Linked DNA regions of Zea mays: regions 2 and 3 are each linked to region 1. The links are chromatin contacts, called in public Hi-C maps. All regions are on one chromosome and are shown on one strand. The core of a region is the stretch at or near the end of the contact, and the rest is flanking DNA. Distances in the headings are between cores, read along the strand shown. Region 1 holds the start of LOC100193992. Region 2 holds the start of LOC103632144. Region 3 has its middle 35 kb from the start of LOC100271892.

Region 1 (4,135 bases), core at 672-3,171:
TAAACATATATAATTTGTCCAGCGCTATCATAACACTAATCCACCCTTCTACGATAGCGTAACCTCGAGCTGTGCTGGTGGCCATGGTTGCAGATGTCGATGTTCCCTTGGAGACGCGGGCCTTAGGACACTCTCCGGACATGTTGCATGTGTACAACCACCTGAATCCCCTGGAGTAGTATGGCGGGTGTCGAGACCTAGGAATGGTAGCTACAACGACCAACGACGATGCGCCATGCGCGCCTATAAAGAATCACATGCCTTCTCCCTCGTTGATAGGAAGTCCCCAATGTCAAGGCATCGGGCGTCCTGAGGTCGAAAGAGTTGGCCTAGGGGCTGACATAGGAGGTGCACTAAGGGCCAGCGTAGGAGTGGCCTCGGGGCTAGCACAGAAGGTGCTCGGAGGCCGAAACAGATGCCCCTTCTTAAATCTTGCTTGCCTCATCTAGTTACATGACCTCTATATTTAGTCTCTAGAGGACTTGTTTTCCCAAGCGTACTAGAAGAAGAGTCCTTATTAATTTGGACTCTCCTTTCCTAACAAATAATTTAATTTTATAAACAAGGAGGAATCCTTATCGATTTGAACTCTTCTTCCCTAACAAACAATTCTATTTCCTAAACGAGTCCTCATCAATTTGGACTATTCTTTCCTAGCAAATAATTCTATTTCCTAATCTCTCTTTCCTAACAAACCAAACTAATATAATCTGTCTGGCACTCTACTTGCCATAACACACCTTCTCTGCTAAATGAATTTCTCTTACTCATGGTATTTAATTCGGCAAAAATATCGAGTTATCCCCCCTAATAAAAATATTTTAGCCCTTGGCCCCACCTATCAGTAATTTCTGGCTTTGTCCCTGATCATGGTTGAAGGTTAATTGAAATATAAGCTATTCTCCAAAAGGAATTCTTCTATAAAAAAGACTTTCACGAATTCCAATATGAAGCGGTCTAAAATAACAGGAACAAAATCAAAACATGAGTTCCAAGTTCCAAAAGATACCAGAGTTCATACCATCTGGCCTTCTTTAGCTGTTTTCTTGATCTCAGTGATGAGCTTTTTCTCCTGGGCCTGCAATCCTTGCCTCTCTCGCTCAATTTCCCTGATGGATCGATCCAGCATTCTCTTGTTTTCTCTTAACAGCTCTGATGAAAGAAATAGTCATAAGTAGCAAAACCATATGTCATAAGGTAGGAAATGTAAGGCTATCTTCATTGAATGAAGATATAAGAGATGTTTTCCTCGAAGGAAATCATAAAAGATCGAACTTATTATTCCTCAAAGCCACTTCTGTATAGTACAAGCTAATTTTATTCAATAATCCAAAGAGGAGGAAAGCTTGAACAGATCTATAACTAATAAAGCACAGTAGCTGCCGGCCCAATTCCACAATATTACAAGTCTTGCGGAAGCCCCTACGTCGTAATCCCGAGCTCGCACAACTCCCCGATTACACGCCCCGCTCAAAGTGTGCCAATAAATCCTTCCATGCTCGGCCATGGTTTCGCCCAGCACAAGACATCGTCAGTGTCTAATCTTTAAGGAATACCTCATCATCATCCATCATAGACAAAACAAACTACGCAGCTAGACGAAGCAATCGGACCAAATTTCACAGTGATTCTTTCAGGATTGGAAGGAAGGTCTTACCGGCGGGCGTCTTCCGCTTCCCGAACAGGAAACTCATCTTGGATCCTCGGTTCGTGGGGCAACTAGGGTCTCGATCGGGGCGATTCGAGAGGAAGTCCCACCGACCGGATCAGTCCTATGTTCTTTCTTCGTTTCCCAGTGAAGCTAGTGGATTGATGATTGGATCGGTCCCACGTCCCTTCCCCCTCCCTCCGCTTTTCGCGGTTGCCGACGCAAGTTGGAGTTCTTCTGATTCTGATGCCAAACTGAAAAGGAAAAAATATCAAAAAGAGGATGCAACGGAAAAGGAAAATATATGCTTCTGGGCTTCTGGAGGGCTTTAGAGAGAGAGGTTATTTCGATGGGCCGCGAACTATGCAGCGAGCTAGCCCAATTTAATTGTTTGCAGAAAAAAGCTTGGCTATGGGCCAAACGGTTCCATACGCGCATTTGAAAGTGTTTAATTTTGTGCAACCCTCTCCAAAATTGAGACGCTCCTCTAACAGTTGACAGAAAAAAGTTTCCTTTGATCATATATTTCGCTTTGATAAGTTTGAACCAAGTATTCTCGAACCCCTAAGAAATGTTCCTAATTCATTTTACTAACAAACATTCATTCATCATTATGCTCTCTAGAATGCCTAGACTCCCTTGGTCTTTCGGACTAGTCATCATCCCCCATTTGGCCATGTGGGATTTTTCTTTTTCAGCTCCTTGCTAAAGAAATTAGATCTAATCGAATTCATTTTATGATGAAACTATTTAAGAAAAAGATAAAAACCCATAGAATACATAGGTAGACTACTAAGACATGAGTTAGTTAGAATCATTCTCCCATCAGCAGAGAGGTACTTGCCCTTCCATGGGTCCAACCTTTTACTCATTTTCACCAAAATAGGATCTGAAACTACCGAGTTAATGGTGTGGTCAGAGATAGGGATGCCTAGATATTTCGTAGGAAAGGTTCCCAAGGAACAATTAAGCATATTGGCCATCTCTTCAACCTCTTGGTGATCCGCTCCAAACACGTAACATCGCTTTTATGAAAAAATAGCCTTGATAACCATTCAAAGAAGTATAGAATTAATTTCAAATTTAAAATTGATTTTTCTGATCTGTCAATCATAATTAATGTATCATCTGCGTATTGAATATACGAGATACCACCCGGTAGAACATCATCTAAAACCTCCAGAGATGTGGCCTTTGGAAACCCGTGCATCCAGAAAAGCACACTTAAGGGCGTCAGCCACCAAATTAAAGAGCTGAGGAGATAGCGGGTCGTCCTGCCTAAGGCCCCTAAAAGTCTTGAAATATTTACTCTTCTCCCCATTCATGTTAACACACACTTTCCCATTCTCCACTGTTCTCATAACCATATTGATCCATTTGTCAGGGAACTTCTTAGATTTTAAAACCTCAGCTAAAAACTCCCATATGACCTTGTCATAGATTTTTTTCAAAATCAATTTTTAAAATCAGACCTCTCTTTTTTTATTTCAAATCGTGAATGACCTCGTGCAATATCACCACTCCTTCCAGTATATTCCTGTATTTTATGAAGCTCGTCTGATTGCCCCCAACGACCACCTTGGCTACCTGGGAAAGCCTATTAGAGAGGACTTTGGTGAAGATTTTGAAATCGACGTTAAGGAGACATATCGAGCGATATTGCTTAATAGAGTTAGCATCTTTAATTTTTATACTATGTGCGATGTTGAGGGAGCCCAGGAGGGATTCGTCATCCCCTAGCGCAGGAGCGGAGATGCGGAGCATCCAAGCGTCGTCGTCGAGGGCCACCATGGCGCGAGGTAACCCGCCGGTGGGCCTGAGCGCACTAAAGCTGCGAACTGGCGCAACAACGCTGATAATTGTCTTCTCCTTCACCCCTCCCCCATCTTAGTTTCCCCAATCGATAAATGACTACCAATCTTCTTATTGCTGCAGCGCTTTGGATTGGCATAGCCACATTATACTCATAACAGAAGCAAACACCTGGTAAGATTAGGAGATAGGATGACCAGATTTTGTGAATGGTTATTAAGGAACAAAACAGTTAAAACGAATTGTGTTGAAATGCTGTTGAATGCAACTCAAAGCTCAAAGGTATGTTGTTTATGTACATAGCATCCTTTTTATGAGCAAGATGCATAATATATTTCATAGACTGTGCACTATTCTTGTGTATACATGTTTGATATAGCGCCCAATAGGACGCTCTTTTTTCTAGTTGTATTTCAAGATGAAGGGGTAGTTTCTTTATTTTGAAACAAATACGTGTCTGTGCGATGTCGGTTAATACTCGGCCTACTGCCGAGCAAGCCCAGCCCACTAGCCTAGAGCCAAATCCAGATTGATCCAGCGGACAAAGCAAGTACTTACAGCGACTGTAGAGCACAACTACCTCTGCAATGGCATGTATGTATGAATGCGTCTGTACGAGTGACTGGTCACTGGGTGAGTAGACAGACGACACCGACACCTCAGCCTCCAGGTCCA
Region 2 (4,529 bases), core at 952-3,451, 150 kb after region 1:
CACGCCCTTAATGTTTAGTTATATGATTTCGATTGTTCTTCCTGCGAAGCGGGGCAGCGGCGGCTAGCTATGTAGGCAGAGCAGGCTCGACCAGATATTACTATACGGAGTACATTACATAAGGGGGTGTGAGCATTCATGTAGGAGTAAACCTATAGCATCAACGCTAAAGCTGCAGGTGCAACAACAAAGTACCACCTCGATATGTCGATGCCCGTGCCATCGTGGACTACTGCAAAAAAGTTCGATAGCTATGGCTCATGCAAAGTGTTGCAGGCTGACAGAGACTCATTTGATTGGATCGAACCATGCATCGCAGCTCACAAGCACAACAGTACTCACACCTACTTTTTATTATATATGGGGAGTACAGTATACTACAGCTACAGGTATAAATACATCCAACCATCTCCACCTCAAGAACGGTACAGTACTATTTGAATGGAGAAATATGTATGTACCACGGTCCACGGGGGAAGAAGAAGAAGAAAAAAAAACTAAACATCAAGGAAACAACATACTCGAATTGAGCTACGTTGTAAATGTCAAAGGTCGCACGTGAAAGCATAATACTAGATATAAGAAAAATTCTGCACAGCTTTTAGCAATATTTATATGAGTGCTTCATAATTGTGCGTTCAAAAGTCAGTGGTAACTATAACTACACTTTGCCATGACAGAACACGAAAAAAACATGAGCGTAAGAGTTACCCTGAGGTTCACAAAGAAGCCTGGACAAGGAGATGCATACAGATGTGGATGCTGGGGCCGCATCGATCTGCTGTGAGGATGGACAGGCCACTGGGGGCCCATTGGCTACAACACCAAATAAATAAAAAAAAGATCCAGTGAGTTCAATACCACCTCGCCTAGCACAATTTGAACCAAATAAACTGAGCTTTCCAACTTGGAATTTTCTGGCTTAGGCGTGCATCACGTGATAAAGGTGCCAAATTGCTATCAGAACTCTTCAAGCTGTACACATAAAGTTGTATTATATTTACCTGAGAAACAATGGAGCTTGAAGCTTCAGGAGAATTACAACTTAATCCAAAACCAGTCAGGGTACCATCACTTCTGAGATCATGCACGTTAGGTTGTGAAATCCTCAAATTCAGATCAAGGATGTCTCCATCAACCACTGCTAAGAACAATTAATCCCAGTGAGATTGTAGAGGATCGTCTAATGGACGCCATGCAAAACTAAGTACAATAGTCCAATTGTACCATCTTTCTCAATTGCAGGTGGAAGTGGGACATCTCCATCATAGGAAACAGAATCAAAGTTCCTAACAGCATCCGGTCCATTGAAGCGAATGGCTGCCCTATCATACGCTCTACAGAATCAACAAAGAGATCAAAGTGCGTGAGAGTTTAAGTTGTTAGCATCCATGAATATACGAAAAATTTAAAAGAAGTGCACAATACTGCTAACTGAACCTTGCTGCTTCGATTTCACTGTCAAATAGACCAAGGTAGATGTACCTGCACATGAATACCATCTCTTAGTAAATTTACAGAGTGATACTTAGAGCTATACCAGTATACTGCACGTGGATTGCAGTTTTCAATCACTGTATTACCAGACTAATCAAGATCGGAGAATGCAGCCTTTAATTGATAACTTAAGAGTTAGTGTTCACACAAGGATGCAGGGCTAAACAAACCATTTCTTGGGAGTTAACGGTTAGGATGAAATGCTAAAGAAAGCATAACATGCTCCTTCCAATACATTACTGTACCACTCAGCTTTGCATTTTTTTTTGACCCCACAGAAGCTACAAGCATGGAGTACCTATGTTCCATCTCAATATTAACTGCCAATTTCTGTTCAAGCAGTTCATCCGAGCACAGTTTTTGTTCACCTCATTGAAAAATGCCTGAGCTACTCCATAACTAGACTAAAGCTAGGTGTCAAGATTACTTACTTCTTTCCGAGAAGCTGACCCATCCGAGCTTCCCACCGACCACACTTGTGTAGTGTCACACCGCGGTACTTTGAGCTCCCCCTGGCAAACCCAGTGCTTTGACGTCGGAGTATGTGAACAAACTCCTCCTTAGTCCAATTCCTCATCTAGGAGCACACAAGCTAACCAATCAGGGTCGATCAATCACACATGCGCCGCGTGAAGAACAGCTAAGCACAAAACACTGAAAAAAAAACAGCATCACACATCTTACACAGACAGATTACCTGCTTCAAAAAGGGAATGGACGCTCTCCCCGTCCTCGCGGCGGCTAGCACCGCACCTGCCGCCGCTGCCGCTCCCCCCGCCTGCTCGCCGGAAAACCAACCCCAACCCCTCCATCACCCCATTGATCAGGCCTCCATCCTCCAGAGCCACCCTGCCTCGGTGGAGATTCCAGCATTCGACGCGGACGCCCGCATTCCCAGATCTGACTCCGGGACTTCTTCTTCGACGCGGTCCTGCCTCAAGCCTGCCGCCGGTTCGTCGACAGCTAAGGCCGCCTGCACCAGGAGAGTTAGGTTCGCCGAATCAGCTCTGTCCGCCGACCAATCTCATCGTTCCTGCTTTGACGCGTCTGCTGCTCCAACGAAAATCACTCCGCACGGCCGGGATGGGACTGCTACCCACCGACTTCAATACCCAGGCCTGCGTCCCATCACTCCTCAACGCAGCAAATCCGCGGAATCCGGCGCTGAAGATTTGCCTGGCTGGACAACGGTCCATCGGCGACTCCGCAAGAGATTCAATTCGCCTGCGACTTCATTGAAGCCAACAACCGAGCATTCAAGGTTCCGCCATCTGGACAACAAAAATCTTAAGGTAAGCCTGAGAGGTAAATGCTTCCGATGTCTGGCCAGAGGGCACTACGCCATTGATTGCAGGGATCCGTTGAAATGCTTCAACTGCGGCGGCCCTGGACACAGAGCCTGGCAATGTCCCAAGAAGATTAGTGCTGCTGCTTCTACCCCCTCTGCCTTCCCACCACCTCCCTGCTTCGACAACGTCAACTTCCCTCCTCTGCGCCAAGTCAACATGGTGAAGCCTGGCAACCCCATGGAGCGCCCGCAGGAGACTTTCGCTGTTGCCGCGTCCTCTCGGGACATGGACAGCGAGCTGGCGCGGTTGAGCACCCACGCGGCATGGGCCTGGCTCGGCGGCGTTCGACCGGCGACAAGCACCAACACAGTAAGAAGGGCTTTCTGCTCTAGGTTCAGGATGCGCGAAGAAGACATCAAGGTGGTGAGACACTATCCAGAGGACTTCCTCGTCACCTTTGAACACCAGCATCACCGGGACACGGCTGTGGCGCAGCGCGACTTCACCTACAACAACATCGACATCCGCGTCAGGCCGTGGCAGCTCCCCGTCCACGGCGACCACAGCGTCTTCGGCTCCCACGTGCGCCTGTGCCTGGAAGGCATCCCTCTGCACGCATGGAACGATGGCATCGCCAAGCGTGCGGTGGCTAAGTCCTGTGTGCTGGACTACGTTGAAGCCCAGTCGCTGCGAATGGAGGATGCTACGACGCTCAATCTGTGGGCGTGGGCGCGAAACCCGTCTGACATACCTAAGGTAACGTGGCTGACCATTGTTGACAGGAGCAGCACTGCCCACGACGCGACACCGGCGGGGCGTAGCGGCTTAACCTTCAGGGTCATCGTCCACCTTGATATGGTGGAAGACCCCCCTACCAGGGATGGCCATGGGCATTCACGTGCGTATGATTGGAGGCTTGGTGTTGTTGACGGCGAGTGCGAACCACGTGACCGTCACGACCCTCCACCACCTCGCAGCAACCGTCGCAGGGATGAGGATGGTGATAGTGACCGTCGTGGTCGCCGCCCAGGACGCGACGACAGTTGGAGCTCCCGGCTCTTTCGTAGCATCTCGCGGGCTCCCAGGGACCGCGAGCGGGAGCGCTCGGGGTCGCGCCATGGCCAGCGCCATGACTCACCCAGGCGGCGTCACCACCTCGACGGCGATCAGCAACTTCGTCACCACCTTCATGGCGATCAGCAGCCTCGTCATGCCGGAGGCACGTCGTTGGTTACGCCACATGTTGGCCGTGACCCGGCGATTGGTCGTGACCCGGCGATACGTGGACGCAGCCGTGTGCGCCGTTCCACCCGTGTTGCTGTCCGGCGTGGCCGTTCAGCGACCCCCCCACGGCATCCTGCTCGCCCCAGATTTCCACCAAGCGCCTGCAGTCCCGGCATCCGCAGCTCACGCGGTGGTGGCAACGACGGTTCTCCGCGCCCTGCTGTGAAGGCTGCAGCTCTTCCTAAAGGTCGTTACCGCGTTGGCTGCGTGTACCGAAGGCGACCGCGCTTGGTGCCTAAGGGCCAAGTCGATCCGGTCCCTGGGGCTGCTGCTGGCGACAGCAACCTTGCTGTCTGGGATGGCAGCAGGATGAAGTTCGCAGACAACGTAAGTCTCATCCCAGTGCAGCGAGCATTCACAACTATTCTTGATTCCCTTCCAACATGCCCTGCTATGCAGCTACTGCCTTTGGTGCAGTCTGAGGAGGACCATGTGCTGTTAGGCTCTCCCTGCAGCACG
Region 3 (4,245 bases), core at 537-3,036, 190 kb after region 1:
CCATCTTTTCTTTCTTCCTCTGCACTTGTTGATGAAGCATCTCCATGTCTCTGATTTCTTGATCTATCTCGTCCTCTGGCGGTGTCGGGCTAGTAGCCTTCTGTAACACCACAAAATCTCGTTTTGAGAATTAGGTAGAATTTTTCCAAAGATCTTGAATTAGAATTTTTTTAATTCCCATAACTTTTGAAGTCACATCTCTTAAAATAAAAGTTTTATAATAAAGATTCAATAAAAGATTCTTCTATAAATTATCTTTGGTTGAAATGTATAAGAACATCTTCTAATAAGTAATCATACAATAGAAACTATTTGTCTTAAAATAATTGTGCTACATATCCAAAAACATTTTCTTATGTAGGATAATAAATAAATGAATAAATAAAATAAAATGAATACTTGCAACTCATGCTGGGTATTCTGTTTGTTTGTTGTGAATTTTATCAAAGTCTAAAACCTAGAATAAAAATTTGAAGTAGGGAATTAAAGCTGAAATTGGAAAATGAAAAAGAAAAGGATTCCTGTGCAGTCTGGGCTGAAATCACTTCCCCTTCTCCACATAACGTTAGCCCATAGTTTTATTCTTTTTTTTATTCCCCTTGCTGCGGATGACATCAGCATTACATAAGCATGACATCAAGCTAGCAAAGAAATGCAGCACGCCGTGATCCTCTTCCTAACAAAACGGACGTCTTCTACGCGAAAAGAACGCTGCGTCGTCAGTGTCTCTGCTAGGTAGGCACTGCGTTAGACGTTGTTATCCATTCGGAAAATTCTCTGAGCTCGTTCAATACCGTAACAGACTCGACGCCAAAATTCCCAACAGACTACCGCCTTGGCCGGATGTTACGATTTGCCCCTCTCGGGTGTATATAAACCCAAGCCGCGTCTACTCCGTCTACCGTGAGCCAGCTAGAAGTCCTAGAAGCGCCCAAACCCTTGGCCTCGACGAGCACCTGCGCACGGTGGGCCATGGATGCGGCGTCGATGCTGGGCTATAAAGCGCAGGTCGCTGCGAGCTCCTGTATCAATCCATTAATCATGGTGTGCAGAGTTGGGAGGTAGCAGAGAGATGAGTTTGTGTCGCCGCGTCAGGGTCGTCTTCTTCCAAATCCAACTCAGCGCCTGTCACCGATTGCAAACAAATCCCGCCGATACTCGCTCGGTCGCATCGGTCAATTCGGCCTCTGCCCGAGCTTCTCGGCAACGGATTTTCTCGCTCGGATATATATAAACAAGCACAGCATGCCCTCGTCCGGTCGTCCCATCAGCTCGGCGCTCGGCCACAACAAGAAATCGAAGCGAGAGAAAGAAAGTAGCACCACCGCCTTGGAATTCCGCCTGTGCTGCCGTTCCGTGCGCATAGTCGGGTCATGGTGTGTCACTGGTGGGTGTTTGATGTCGTTGCCAGCAGTGGTGTGCCGTTGCGTGAAGATCTTGTGATGTGGGCAGACTCGGTCATTGTTCCGGTCGCAGGTGCGTCCTCTCTTGTTTGTTCGCTGGGTTCTCCGCGTCACGTAGCTTAGGTTCTTGGTCCGGTTGGAACGTCGTTGTGCTGGGTCCGAAACACCGGCCATGGCTGCCGCCATGGGGGACTTAAGCGCCTGACCGATGGCCGATGGGTAGGGGAGGAGGTGTTGTGAGGAAGACGCGCCGCTCGGGTCTGCATCGGGGTAGAAGATGGATCCTTTGGCCGTTGATGGCAGATTGAACCGTGTGGATTGTAACGATGGTACCGATTGGGTTAGATGTTGGCTATGCCGTTGGATCGAGATCGGGTGGTTGGAATTGCATCGCGGCATTTAAAATCATGGGCGTTGAATTCCAATCAGAGGGTCGACAGCACATACCGATTCAGTATTATGGAAATTTAATCCTAGCCCTAGATCGAGTTCGGGACGATCCAGAATAGTGCATACCCCTTCGGCCCTGTTTGTTTTTCAAAAGAGCTCCTACACTTTTATACAATCAACCCGCCGTCCACCAGCAGGTTGTCTGAGTCTGGGGAAAACTTCTGGTTCTGCCCCCGGGGTCCTCTGTAATTAGTGCTCGGTCTAGAGAACAATGAAAATGGATAATTAATTACAGAAATTGATTTTTAATACAAAGATAATCAAATTCATAGTTAATTCATTTTAACTCCAAATTGAGTCATTCCAGTTGCAATAATTTTGTATTAATATTGTGTATCACCTAGTACCTTTGTTTAGCCATGAAACTTGAATTAAAATGGTTCGTTTGAATTAATCTATTCTAGGTGCTAAATAACTTCAGAAATTCGTAACTCAATAACTGTAACTCCAATTTGATCCATTCAAATTGCGTTAGCTTCATAAAAATATTGTCTATGCAGTGCAAACATTAATTGTACCATAGAAAATAATTTTTATAATTAGATATTTGTTTAGCCTATGTTTAGTAGATTAACCTCTCTAAATCAAAGTTAATTTGTTTATAACTATAGTTTGGCTAAAATATCATCCCTAATTATATTATAATTTAACTTAAAGTTGAATTAATTATTTAGATTATTTTCTCACATGATCTATTAATAACATAAGGTCTAGTTTTAACTGCTTAAATTGCATGGGTCTTCTGAAAACCATAACTCCTTAACCGTGACTCCGAATTTAGTCGTTCTCGATCCCACGATCTCGTAACAGCGCGTAGATTATTATTACACGGTTTATTCTTATGTTTGGTGTGATGTTAATTTTGTCCATACCATGTTTGTTTGTATTGCTACGACTAGCAGCGAGGTTACGAGTCACCTGAAGATCATCCTGGTATCTGGAATCTCAAGTCCCAGGCAAGTTGTGCCCTTGATCACTTCTTTTACCCACTCATGTTCTAATTAATCATAATGATCTGCATAGGTTAATTTGATGGGACCTAATAGGTTACCCTAGTTTGTCTATCTTTATGCCTTGTTTACCACTAAACTTTCTGGGTAGTACTTGCTAGTGCTATATGTGGATTTGGGCATTGAGATACATATTATTCATACTTTTGTTATCAGTTGCTATTTACTGTTCATGATAAGATCATTATGTTAATTGGAACATGGAGAACCACCCGGGAAAACAGTGCTACCACAAGGGTTTAATGGGACGCCCTTGGCCGATTAATTAGGAAAGCTAGTGGAAGACTACCTTACCCGAAAGGGGCAAGGGCAGTAGGGGAGTGGTCAGTGTAGGGAGGCCCTCGGGAGGATTTTGCTGCGATGGCGGTCCTGCAAGGGATTCCTGCATTGGAGCTTCCTATAAACTGTAGCGGGTTTTCTGAAGCTAGTGGAACTTTGTAAAGGCCTCGTAGTGTTACCCTGCCTCGCCTCCTCGGTAGAGGTGTATGGGAAGTCGCGATCCCTTGGCAGATGGGTAACATGACTTGTGGGTAAAGATGCGCAACCTCTGCAGAGTGTAAAACTGGTATACTAGCCGTGCTCACGGTCATGAGCGGCTCGGACACTCACATGATTAATCTATGGAACTTAAATTCAATTTGTCATATGCATTGCATCGCAGGTGATGTTGTTACTTCTGTTCTACTATTTAATTGGGTTGGTATTTACTTATACTTAGTAATGGCTAATAAAATTTTGACCAACTTTAAAAGCAATGCTCAGCTTCAGCCATCCTCTTTGGTAAGCCTGACACTTCACATGAGCTCCCACCTTTGGCGAGTTCATACACATTATTCCCCACAACTTGTTGAGCGATGAACGTATGTGAGCTCACTCTTGCTGTCTCACACCCCCACAGGTCAAGAACAGGTACCGCAGGATGAGGCGCTTGGAGGATGCTGCGATGTGTTCGTGAGAGGTCTAGGCCGTCGTCTCCCAGTCAACTTTGGGTTGCTGGATCGTTTCCTCATATGATGTAATTATTTAATTATTTTGTATAGAACTCCTGTTATATAGTAAAGATGTGACATTCGATCCTGTGCCACTATGCATCATATGTGTGAGACTTGGTCCCAGCACACCTGGTGTTTATGTTCGCGCCCGGGCTTTGGACCCCTAAAACCCGGGTGTGACACCTTCCTTTTCTGGCTTCGGGCCTCCCGAAGAGAGACAGTCTCCTGATTGTGGTCCAGCGGTTGAAGGGCTGCAGTGCCAGTTGCTGAAGCTTTCTTCGGCGCCATAACGAAGGTTTATGATCGCCGAAGGAGTTCAGAAAACTCAGACTGTGGAAGTGAGTTCACCGGAGGTGGGCGCCAATGTTGGGGACTTGTTCTCAAATGCTA

Evidence for each region. Hi-C and Micro-C count contacts between places; a contact is called where the count stands out from the background.
Region 2: a contact with region 1 is called in a Hi-C map of ear, with 2.3 times the contacts expected there. The contact joins the promoter of LOC103632144 here to the promoter of LOC100193992 in region 1. A contact is called at or near these places in 6 of 25 Hi-C or Micro-C datasets (ear, endosperm, leaf and 1 more) and 1 of 3 datasets of contacts at active chromatin or transcription factors (leaf).
Region 3: a Hi-C map of leaf shows a contact between it and region 1, with 6 times the contacts expected there. The contact joins the enhancer-like site here to the promoter of LOC100193992 in region 1. A contact is called at or near these places in 3 of 25 Hi-C or Micro-C datasets (ear, leaf and tassel).

What each region holds. Positions count from the first base shown.
Region 1 is chr7:23,029,661-23,033,795 of Zm-B73-REFERENCE-NAM-5.0, reverse strand. LOC100193992 reads right to left here and starts at 1,921. Exons shown (of 5, transcript NM_001139057.2): 1 at 1,658-1,921; 2 at 1,022-1,152. The coding sequence starts at 1,694.
Region 2 is chr7:22,878,123-22,882,651 of Zm-B73-REFERENCE-NAM-5.0, reverse strand. It overlaps LOC103632144, which reads left to right and starts at 2,201. Exons shown (of 2, transcript XM_008653978.3): 1 at 2,201-4,529. The coding sequence starts at 2,211. It overlaps LOC100271892 (sister of indeterminate spikelet 1), which reads right to left. Exons shown (of 10, transcript NM_001146067.1): 5 at 1,929-2,074; 6 at 1,441-1,485; 7 at 1,228-1,337; 8 at 1,005-1,144; 9 at 712-816.
Region 3 is chr7:22,835,647-22,839,891 of Zm-B73-REFERENCE-NAM-5.0, reverse strand. No RefSeq gene overlaps it. Among protein-coding and RNA genes, the nearest start is that of LOC100271892, 35 kb to the left of the region's middle. Within about 2 kb of position 1,786, at least 18 of the 20 cell types and tissues checked have an H3K27ac peak or open chromatin away from gene starts, as enhancers often do. A contact at or near this core is called in ear, leaf and tassel, where this site is marked.